2 separate regions of the Capsicum annuum genome follow, and region 2 is linked to region 1. The links are chromatin contacts, called in public Hi-C maps. All regions are on one chromosome and are shown on one strand. The core of a region is the stretch at or near the end of the contact, and the rest is flanking DNA. Distances in the headings are between cores, read along the strand shown.

Evidence for each region. Hi-C and Micro-C count contacts between places; a contact is called where the count stands out from the background.
Region 2: a contact with region 1 is called in a Hi-C map of leaf, with 2.8 times the contacts expected there. The contact joins the promoter of LOC107852495 here to the promoter of LOC124898000 in region 1. A contact is called at or near these places in 2 of 5 Hi-C or Micro-C datasets (leaf and placenta).

Annotation. Positions count from the first base shown.
Region 1 is chr4:162,143,776-162,148,410 of UCD10Xv1.1, forward strand. It overlaps LOC124898000 (protein FAR1-RELATED SEQUENCE 5-like), which reads left to right and starts at 2,700. Exons shown (of 1, transcript XM_047411619.1): 1 at 2,700-3,317. The coding sequence starts at 2,700. The coding sequence ends at 3,317.
Region 2 is chr4:162,324,843-162,329,477 of UCD10Xv1.1, forward strand. It overlaps LOC107852495 (protein kinase STUNTED), which reads left to right and starts at 1,936. Exons shown (of 10, transcript XM_016697531.2): 1 at 1,936-2,387; 2 at 3,172-3,269; 3 at 3,659-3,902; 4 at 3,999-4,635. The coding sequence starts at 2,210.

The DNA.
Region 1 (4,635 bases), core at 1,450-3,949:
GTGTGATAGTTTAATAGTAAAAAGGATTTTAATTGAACTCCCTCACCAACTTAATGATATATTACTAAATGCATGTCTTGGTAGACATGCATATAGGGGCGGATCCACGTGTTAAGATGGGGTGCACGTGCACCCGTTAAATTCGCATGTCTTGGTAGACATGCATACAGGGGCGGACCCACGTGTTAGGGTGGGGGTGCACATGCACCCGTTAAGTTCGGAAAAAGTTTTGTATATGTACATGTATATAACTTAAGAAACTATTATATAAATTATGTGCACCCCATTAAACATAAGTGCACTCTTGGCGCATTGGTTCCAGCTGGTGTTTACCACACTTGCAATCGAAGATCAAGTCCAACGGACAACATTATTTTGCTATTTTTTTGTTTTTAATGTTAACAAAAAAGTGGTAGTAGGGATTCAAACTTTTGACATCTTGTTTAGATACTTCAACCTTTACCACAAGGCTACTAGGCTCTTTCGTTTCTATAAAGCTGAAGTTTATTTATTGCCTTAAAACCCATATTTGGCCTATATATTTGTATATTCGTCATTGCTAAGCTCATTTGTTTCTTGACCGCTTATGTCAAAATCAGTCCTCATTGAAAGAATCTAAACGGTTTACGTCAAGATCAGTCGTCAATGGAAGATTCTTGACCGCTTATATCAAGATAATAATGCACCCGCGCTCTTCAAATCCTGGGTTCGCCTCTGCATGTATAACAGTACTAGCGATGTAGCAGTATTGATAGCAACAATGCATCTGTCGTGGAAGTTTGTTTTTGTTGTATCAGAAGGAAGAGCTATATTAGCTGGGGTATCAACTGCATCAGCAAAAGAGTTAGTATTCAGACAGCAAACATCAACAATATCAGGCAGGTATTAGTTGCATCAACATATATTACCCGGTAGAGTTGCATCAGCTCAATACTATATATATCAGTGCGCATCGATTGATTGCACTATGAATTAATTAAAGTATCAGGATCAAGCTGTGAGTTGTGACTATGGAGAATGTTTCCTATTGCGAACAAATATTAATTTATATTATGCCCTTTTGCTAGTTGATTTGCTATATTAGAAGCTGGGGAATTATGTTAGATTAATCAATTGCGAAGATCTTTTTTATTTTTCTTCCTAAATATGATCTGGACAAACAACTTTTAGGTTTGGGAACATGATAATCTACCCAAGACAACTGTGAAAACACCAACTCTTTTTTCTAGTCATTGATGAGTCGGTACTCTAAGTGGCGTTGGCCATAAAAATTTAAAAATTTTGAAGTTGGAGTTGGAGTTGTGTTTGGCCATGTATTTTTTAAAGATGTGTTTTGACTTTTGAAAAATCTTTTTAAAATTTAATTTTATACCCGAAATTTTTTAAAACTATTAAAATTGCCCAACTAATTTATTTATTGATTATACTCATGAGTGAAAAGAATTTCACATCAATGATGAAAGGGGTCCTAAGCTTAAAAATGAAAATATATCTACAAATAATGAAAATATACCGGTCTTTTAGTTTAAAAATCTTTATTTATTGTTCAAAAATGTGTTTGGACTTGATTTGTTATTCATCAAAAATGTCTTTCTTTCCGAATTTGCTCCAAAACTCATCTAAACCATTTAAGAATCTTTTATGTAATATTAAAAAATTTAGAATTATATGTAATTAAAAAAAATTTGAAATTGAAGTTGAAAAAAATGAAAACAAAAAAAGAAATATTTTTGAAATATCTATGGCCAAACACTAGATTCCACAAAGTGAAAAAAAAATTGGGAAAGAAGTAAAAAGTATTTATGGCCAAACGGCCTCCAAAACTTTCCAACAGACTCAAATTTACTTTTTAATATTTTATTCAGTTGGCAATCATGTGAGAGCCAACCTATAATTGTTGTGTAGTAAATTATATTATTAGTGTACTGTGGAACCACTTTTTGTGTAGAAGCATACTGAGAACCCCAAATAAAAAATATATAAAAAGATTGACAAACTAGAGCAAAAGAAATGAAATTGTCAATGAGGGATACATATAATGGAGGGAAAACAACATATATGGGAAAATTTACACGCACCAAATATATACACCCAACTAAATTAAGTTAATCATAGATATTAACTAAGGTACATTTAAAAAAAAAAGTAAATTTAAACATAATACTTTTAATCAAGAAATTAAAAATAAAAATTGAAGGAAAATTCAATAATTCAAATATCTTAAGTAATTTAAAAAGGAAGGAAGCTACAGTTAATAACCTAATAGAATTGCTGTCATCTAAGAATTGTCGTTAGAGCAATAAAAGTAATTGTCGTCATCCAATTACCCTAGTGGCATATTGTTACACTGCATCAACATTGGCGTGATTTGGAGTTCAAGAAATTAATTTAGAGCAGGTAATTCTTTAACTTCATACTTAATATATCAAATACTTTAAAAATTAAAATTAACGAAGAAAAAAAGAACTAGAAACCTTATATATGCAGTAAATGTTACTATTCTTTTGTAATATCACTCTAGTTGTACATGATGTAAATATTTTTCTTCTTGTTTGAAATATCAAAATATCAACTTTGATAAGACAAATAATGTTGAGAGTGACGAATAATTATTAGAAGATATTAACATTCAAAATGAGGACAAGGAAAAAGTACAAGATGAGGTTGACGAAGATAGCATAACTAAATTAGAAGGAAAAATGAAAAATGAAATTGTGAAAGACGAAGAAGAAGCTTATACCTTATATTGTGAATATGCACATTCCAAAGATTTTGGTGTACGAAAGGATAAACTATATTATTTTCAAGGTAGTTCAGTGATTAGACAAAAGCGTTTCGTATGTTATAGACATGGAGAGAAAGAAGAAAGGCCAAGAAAATCCAATAAGGCATCTTTCAATCATATAGATACGCGATCAAATTATCCTGCAATGATAAGCTTTAAGCGTCAAACTCCTAATAATCCTTTCATGGTGGATAGATTTGTTATGGAGCATAACCATGAGATGGCTTCCCCAAAAAAGCGACACTTGCTAAGATCAGCTCGTTCGATAACTAAAACCAAAAAGTTAGTTATTGAAAATACGATTAATGCTGGTATAAAACCAATCGCAACTTATTCTTACTTGGTAGAAGAAACTGGAAGGGATGATGTTTTAGGCTATTCAAAGAAGGATTGTTTCAATTTTATACATCAGTTAATGAAATCTAAAGTGGAAGCTGAAGATGCTCAAAGTGTTGTTAATGAATTTAATAATAGACAGCGAATGATACTCTTTTTTATTGGAATGTTCAACTTGATCCTGAAGGACGTATAGCTAACTTTTTTTTTAGGGATAATCGATCTAGAATTGACTATGATATTTTTGGCGATGTTGTTTCTTTTGATACCACATATCGAACAAACAAATATCATATGATTTGTGCACCATTTATTGAAATAAATCATCATTGGCAGAATATAATTTTTGGATGTGCTTTTTTGTCTGATGAGTCGGCAAAGTCTTTCAAATGGTTATTCTCTACATTTTTAAAGTCAATGGGAGGGATCAGTCCGCAAACTATCATAACAGATCAAGCTCAAGGAATGACAATTGGCATTAGAGAAGTGATGCTTGAAACTAGACATAGATTGTGTCAATGGCACATCTCCCAGAATGCCCCATCTCATTTGGGATCACTCAAGAATGATAAAATTTTCTATAAGTTTTTTAACAAGTGCATGTCAGATTGTGATTCTATTATAGAATTTGAAGAAACCTGGCAGATGATGCTAGATCATAAATGGTTGAAGAATCTTTATAATATTCGACACATGTGGTCCACGACTTTTAATAATGATGTCTTTAATGCTGGATTGAAAGTCACATCTTGAAGTGAAAGTACTAATCATGTATTGAACGGACTTGGTGACTTAAGCACTTATTTGTATATATTTGTCACTAACTATGAGAAAAATGCAGTAAAAAAGTGGCGGCTTAGTGAAGAACATGAAGACTTCAACTGTAAAGAAGATAGGTCTACTCTTGCCATAAAAGCTAGTCCAATATTGACATAGGTTTCTATTGTTTATACTCACAAGATTTATAACATATTTGAGAAAGAGTTTCTCAAAGGAGCTGGGGCATGTTTTATTGAGGCACAAGTCTTTGGTCATGATCAAGTGTTCAAATTAAGGGTGTTAAGTGGGCCGGGCTGGGTCAACCCGGAACCGATCCATTAAATTTAGTCGGATTGTGGGCCGGGTTGTGGTTAAGTGGGTCGGGCCGGGTTCAACAGTAAAATTTTAAAAAATAACCCTAACCTAGCCCACTTAACCCAACCCGATCAAACTCGATTAAAAATTCGATCAATATACACTGTATATATCCACCTATATACATTTTAAATACGTTAAAAAATATATATACATTATATATATAGTATATACTACATTAGAATTTAAAAAATATATACACATATAGACAATTACACATATATACGTAACATTCAATATATACGACTATACATACTACTTTAAATAAAACATATACTACAATATATATATAATTATATATATATTTATATACTAATTACTAATTTATAAAACATATACACATGTATACGTTAAATATATACGTCTATAGAAGATATATA
Region 2 (4,635 bases), core at 686-3,185, 180 kb after region 1:
TGCAATAGATTCTCCATCCGTTGTAACAGTTATTCTACCTGTTCTGACATATAATTTATCTGTTAAAATAGGTTGGTCATCTATTGCATTATCTCGATGTTTCTATCTAAGTCCATCTGTTGCAAAAGTGGAAAGACCTGTTTGATAAATTCCAACAAATTACCTACCTGTTGCAACATATGTCTAAATCTGTTTGACTTTTCCAATAGATGTGTCGTCTGTTGCAACAAATACATTATCTATTGCAATATTTGAATCTAGTATTCCTTTTCAATTAATAAGTTCAAATCTAAGGATTAAATAAAATTCATAGACAAAATAAAATAAATCGACACCTTCAGAAATTAGCTGAAATAAGTCAACGAATAAATAAAATGTAAAAATTTAGTTATGGGTACAAATATCAACAAATACATCAACAACAATTTAAGTATGATGCCCAAGAATTACTTTGGGTTAGAATAGGTATAACTTGAGAAGGAGGACAACATTTTAGTCCAGTAACTATGACAAACTCCTTCCAACCAAAATAAACAGGCATGCCATAGTAATTTATCCACACCTCATCCATCTTATCTTTGTTTTCTTACATAAACCTACACTTGAAAAATTAATATATCATTTTCATTTGGAAACAAGCATTGTTGTCCTCCAGCAAATCAAAAGGATAACAATAAATCAAACAAGCAACGATGAAGAATTCGAAGATGTTGTGGCTGGAAAGCAAGGCTGTCACGTCAAGTGAAGGTTGAAGTCGAAAAGAAACTCAAAGCCCAACTATTTGTAGTCGAATATTAAATTCGCGAGGATTGAAATGAGAAATTTGAAGAACAGTTGGTTGGAAAAGAGTTGAGAGAAGCTGTCTAGAGAGGGATGAGAGACAGGTTGATTTGAATTGAAGAGAGGAACTCGAAGCCCAACTATTTATCGTCGGAGGTAGAAGTCGCCGAGGGTTGAAGGGAGAAATTTTGCAGAACTGTCGGTTGGGAGAGAGAGGAGAGAAGCTGTCGAGAGAGAGGAGAGAGTGGTTGATTTGGATTGAAGAGGGTGTGGGTTGGGTTGATTTGTATTTTTGAAAAGATTAGAAAGTTTTGAAAATATTAATCAAGTCCACAATTAACTTAATCAAGTTTTCTAATGATGTTTGACCTTTAAGTTGGTCAATGTCATCAATCTTTCAATCAAAACTTAAAAGACATCTTTCCTTCAATTTTCTCTAGTTAGTAGATGAAGTTGAATTAATAGATTAATAAAAAATAAAATGGAAGGTAAGGAATATAAGTACACGTCTTAATTGGTTAAAAATATAAAATTAAAAGTCCAATAATAAATTAATAATTATTTAATATTTCATATTTTATTATTTTTAAAAATTAGTCAATAGAATGTAATTAAAGAAGATATTGATATTGTTCTTTTTATACTTCTAAAATCACTGTAATTGTGATTAGTTATTAACTATCAATTATTATTTCACTATTTATAATTATTTTTAATATTTCATTGTTTTTGAAATATATAAATGCTATACAAGAAAAACTCATTAATTTTATGTGAATAAGATATTCTATTAATAAATAATCTTAAAAGAATTCTCCGTACCTATACTATTATTTCTTTCATTTCATTTTGGTTAAATGCATTTCATTTTATATGATTATTAAGAATTTATAAAATAATTCTTTATTTATATTAATGGTATTCATTGAACCTAAAAATATTTATTAAAATTATAATTATTAATATAATATATTATTAATTATAAATATAAAAAAAATAATTATTAATTAATTACTTAATAATTTAATAATTAATTAATTAATATAGAGTAATATTTATTTTTAATAAAATGACCAACTAAATTGATTCTAAGGAGCAGCAGTAATAGTTGAGTTGCGTATTAATTTATGGGTGGCGGGCGGTTTAGCTTGTTGGTATTAAAGCTGCTAACCCCTCAAAGTGGACCAAACAAGAAACACCCAAGTCATCATTGTTACTTCAATTAATACTCCTAACTCTCACTTCTCTCTCTCTAACCATTTGTTCTCTCTATCTAACCTTGAAAACCAATCTACTCTACTACTACTCTTCTAACCAAAAAAAACCAAACGCTTAAATTTAGTCTTTTACTCCTCTTTATATATGAGTAGTTTTTTCAGTTTATCTCAATAATAATCTCAGCTCTCATAAAATCCCTTTGGCGCCAAAAATGACACAGTTACAATGTGTTCTTGCTGGGGGAGAAGGAGAAGGAGAAGATGGTAACAGAACAGTTATTGTTGGAGTAAAGATGGATGGTGCAAGTAGAGAGCTATTAACATGGGCTCTTGTCAAAGTTGCTCAACCTGGTGATCGTGTCATTGCTCTTCATGTTCTTAACAATAATGGTATCCGTTTTTCTGCCTATTCAAAATGGAAATATTTTCCTTTCGTAAAATTTTTTTCTTTTTTTCTGCTGCGACTTTTTGACACCCCTTTTTGTTTGTTTTCATTTTCTCCCCTTGAAACTAGAATTCTCAGATTGTTTTTCTGTAATTTATCCTGGAAAATGAAATGGTTTCTTCTGCTGGTTCCTTTTTTTTTTTTTTTTTTTTTAAAATTGGGTTTTCCCCCCACCTCTCTTTGGGACTTTTCTACAAAATCTCGTTTATTTTAGCTGAAATTGGGAAATTTGGAGTGAGCTTTTTTTCTTTCCTGAAAGCTGAAACTGAAAAAATTTCGTGTCATTTTCTCTGTATTTTTTTACCCTCCTTTTTTACAGTTTAAATTGGGAAGCAAGAATTATTGCTAATATTATTACTTTTCTCAAATTGGAAACTTGAAAATACTGTAACAAGAATTATTAATGCCTGAAATTTCTTTTCTTTCCAATAGAATGTTTTTTTTGTTGGAACTCTTTTGCCTCAGCTTCTAAAAGAAAGTTGTGTGTTTGTTTTCTTGTTTTGGTACATTCCCCTTTCCCTATCCCAGTACAATTTGTCATATTTTTGATGTGATGATGTGAATATTTGAATGAGAATTTTGTTCTTTTCTGGGGTTAACATAAAAATGTCGTGTCTTCTTTGAGTTGTCCAAGTAGGACTTTTCTGTTCTTATTTTCTTTTTTTCATTTTCTATTTCTTCTTTCCGTGCTATATTAAAGTTGTAAGGATTTTGATTATGTTGGCACAGAAATTGTAGATCGTGATGGGAAGTCCTCACTGTTATCGTTGGTCAAAGCATTTGACTCTGTTCTTGCAGTTTATGAAGGCTTCTGTAATCTGAAGCAGGTAAACCTTCTGAATTTCATTATTTTGCCCACAAGGTTAAGTGTTTTTATTTTTTGGTTTGGGGCTTAAGTTCAGACTTAAATTTTATGTCTAGGGAAAATATTTTATATTGATGAAAAACCATTCTCAAGTGTTCTATTTTCTTGTGGGGAGGGACGATGAATGGATTATGACATTGTTGGTGGATGGAAATATTGCGGCATTAATTTTTTGGTCCTTCTAATATGATCTCATAAAGATGGTCCTTTTTTTGGAAGGGGGGGGGGGGGGGATAAATAAGGATGGGAAATATGTTCTTACAGGCGTCATAAAGTGTTTTTGTCAGTTTGTTTCATATGGTTGATGTCTTGTTGGAGCGAAAGTTCGATATTTTTCTGTTATTATTGCAGGTGGATCTTAAGCTAAAGATCTGCAGAGGTACATCAATCCGAAAAATTATTGTTCGTGAGGCGAATTCTTACTTAGCAACAGATGTTATAGTCGGGGCTGCCAATCATACAATTCGATCATCAGCTTCAGTTGCAAAGTACTGTGCTAGAAAGTTGCCAAAAGATTGTTCAGTCTTGGCTGTTAATAATGGAAAAATTGTTTTTCAAAGGGAGGCCTCATTAGCATCGTATGCCAGTTCAAAAGGTTGACATTACATTTGTTTTTGGTTTATTGAGCAATATCTGTAATTCATAATTACTGACTTTCTAGCTTTGTTTGTTTTCCTGCTTCTGTATGTAGAACTTGAGCATCACCATGGGAATCGTTTGCTTAGTGTAATTCAGAGGACACTGACTAAGAACTCTAGAGCATTAAACGACAGCACCGGGTTGAGGCCAACAAATTCCTGCAGGCAAGATGGTTATCAGACTCTGGGTGAGGCATTACTGAAAGCTGCTTCTGCATCAGCAGAGAATTCCCTTCAACAGAACTGTTCAATCTGTTCACCAGGCAGTCCACTGCCTGATAATTCTTGTATCCAAACACATGAAGAGCCTTCAGACAATAACCATGATGATAATTCAATGGCGATAGTACCCGTGCAGAGGCAGGAGTCAGGTTCTAGTTCAATTACATTGCTGATCAAGGATTTGCCTGAAGTGAGACCTGGTTGGCCATTGCTTAGCCGAGTCATTTTATCAAATCAACAAGCTGCAGACACTTCATCAATAAGAAAACTCTCTGTTGTTCAGTGGGCATTGTGTCTGCCGAGTAGACATCTTTTGTGCATTGAGGATTCAGAGAAGAGAGATCAACAGTCTGCTGCTGATGAAACTCATGCTCCCGTGCTAGATGAAGAAAGTGGTGCAATTGTTCCTGTCAATCACGAGACAACATCCTCCAAATCGTCTCCGGACAATTCACCAAGAACCTTACC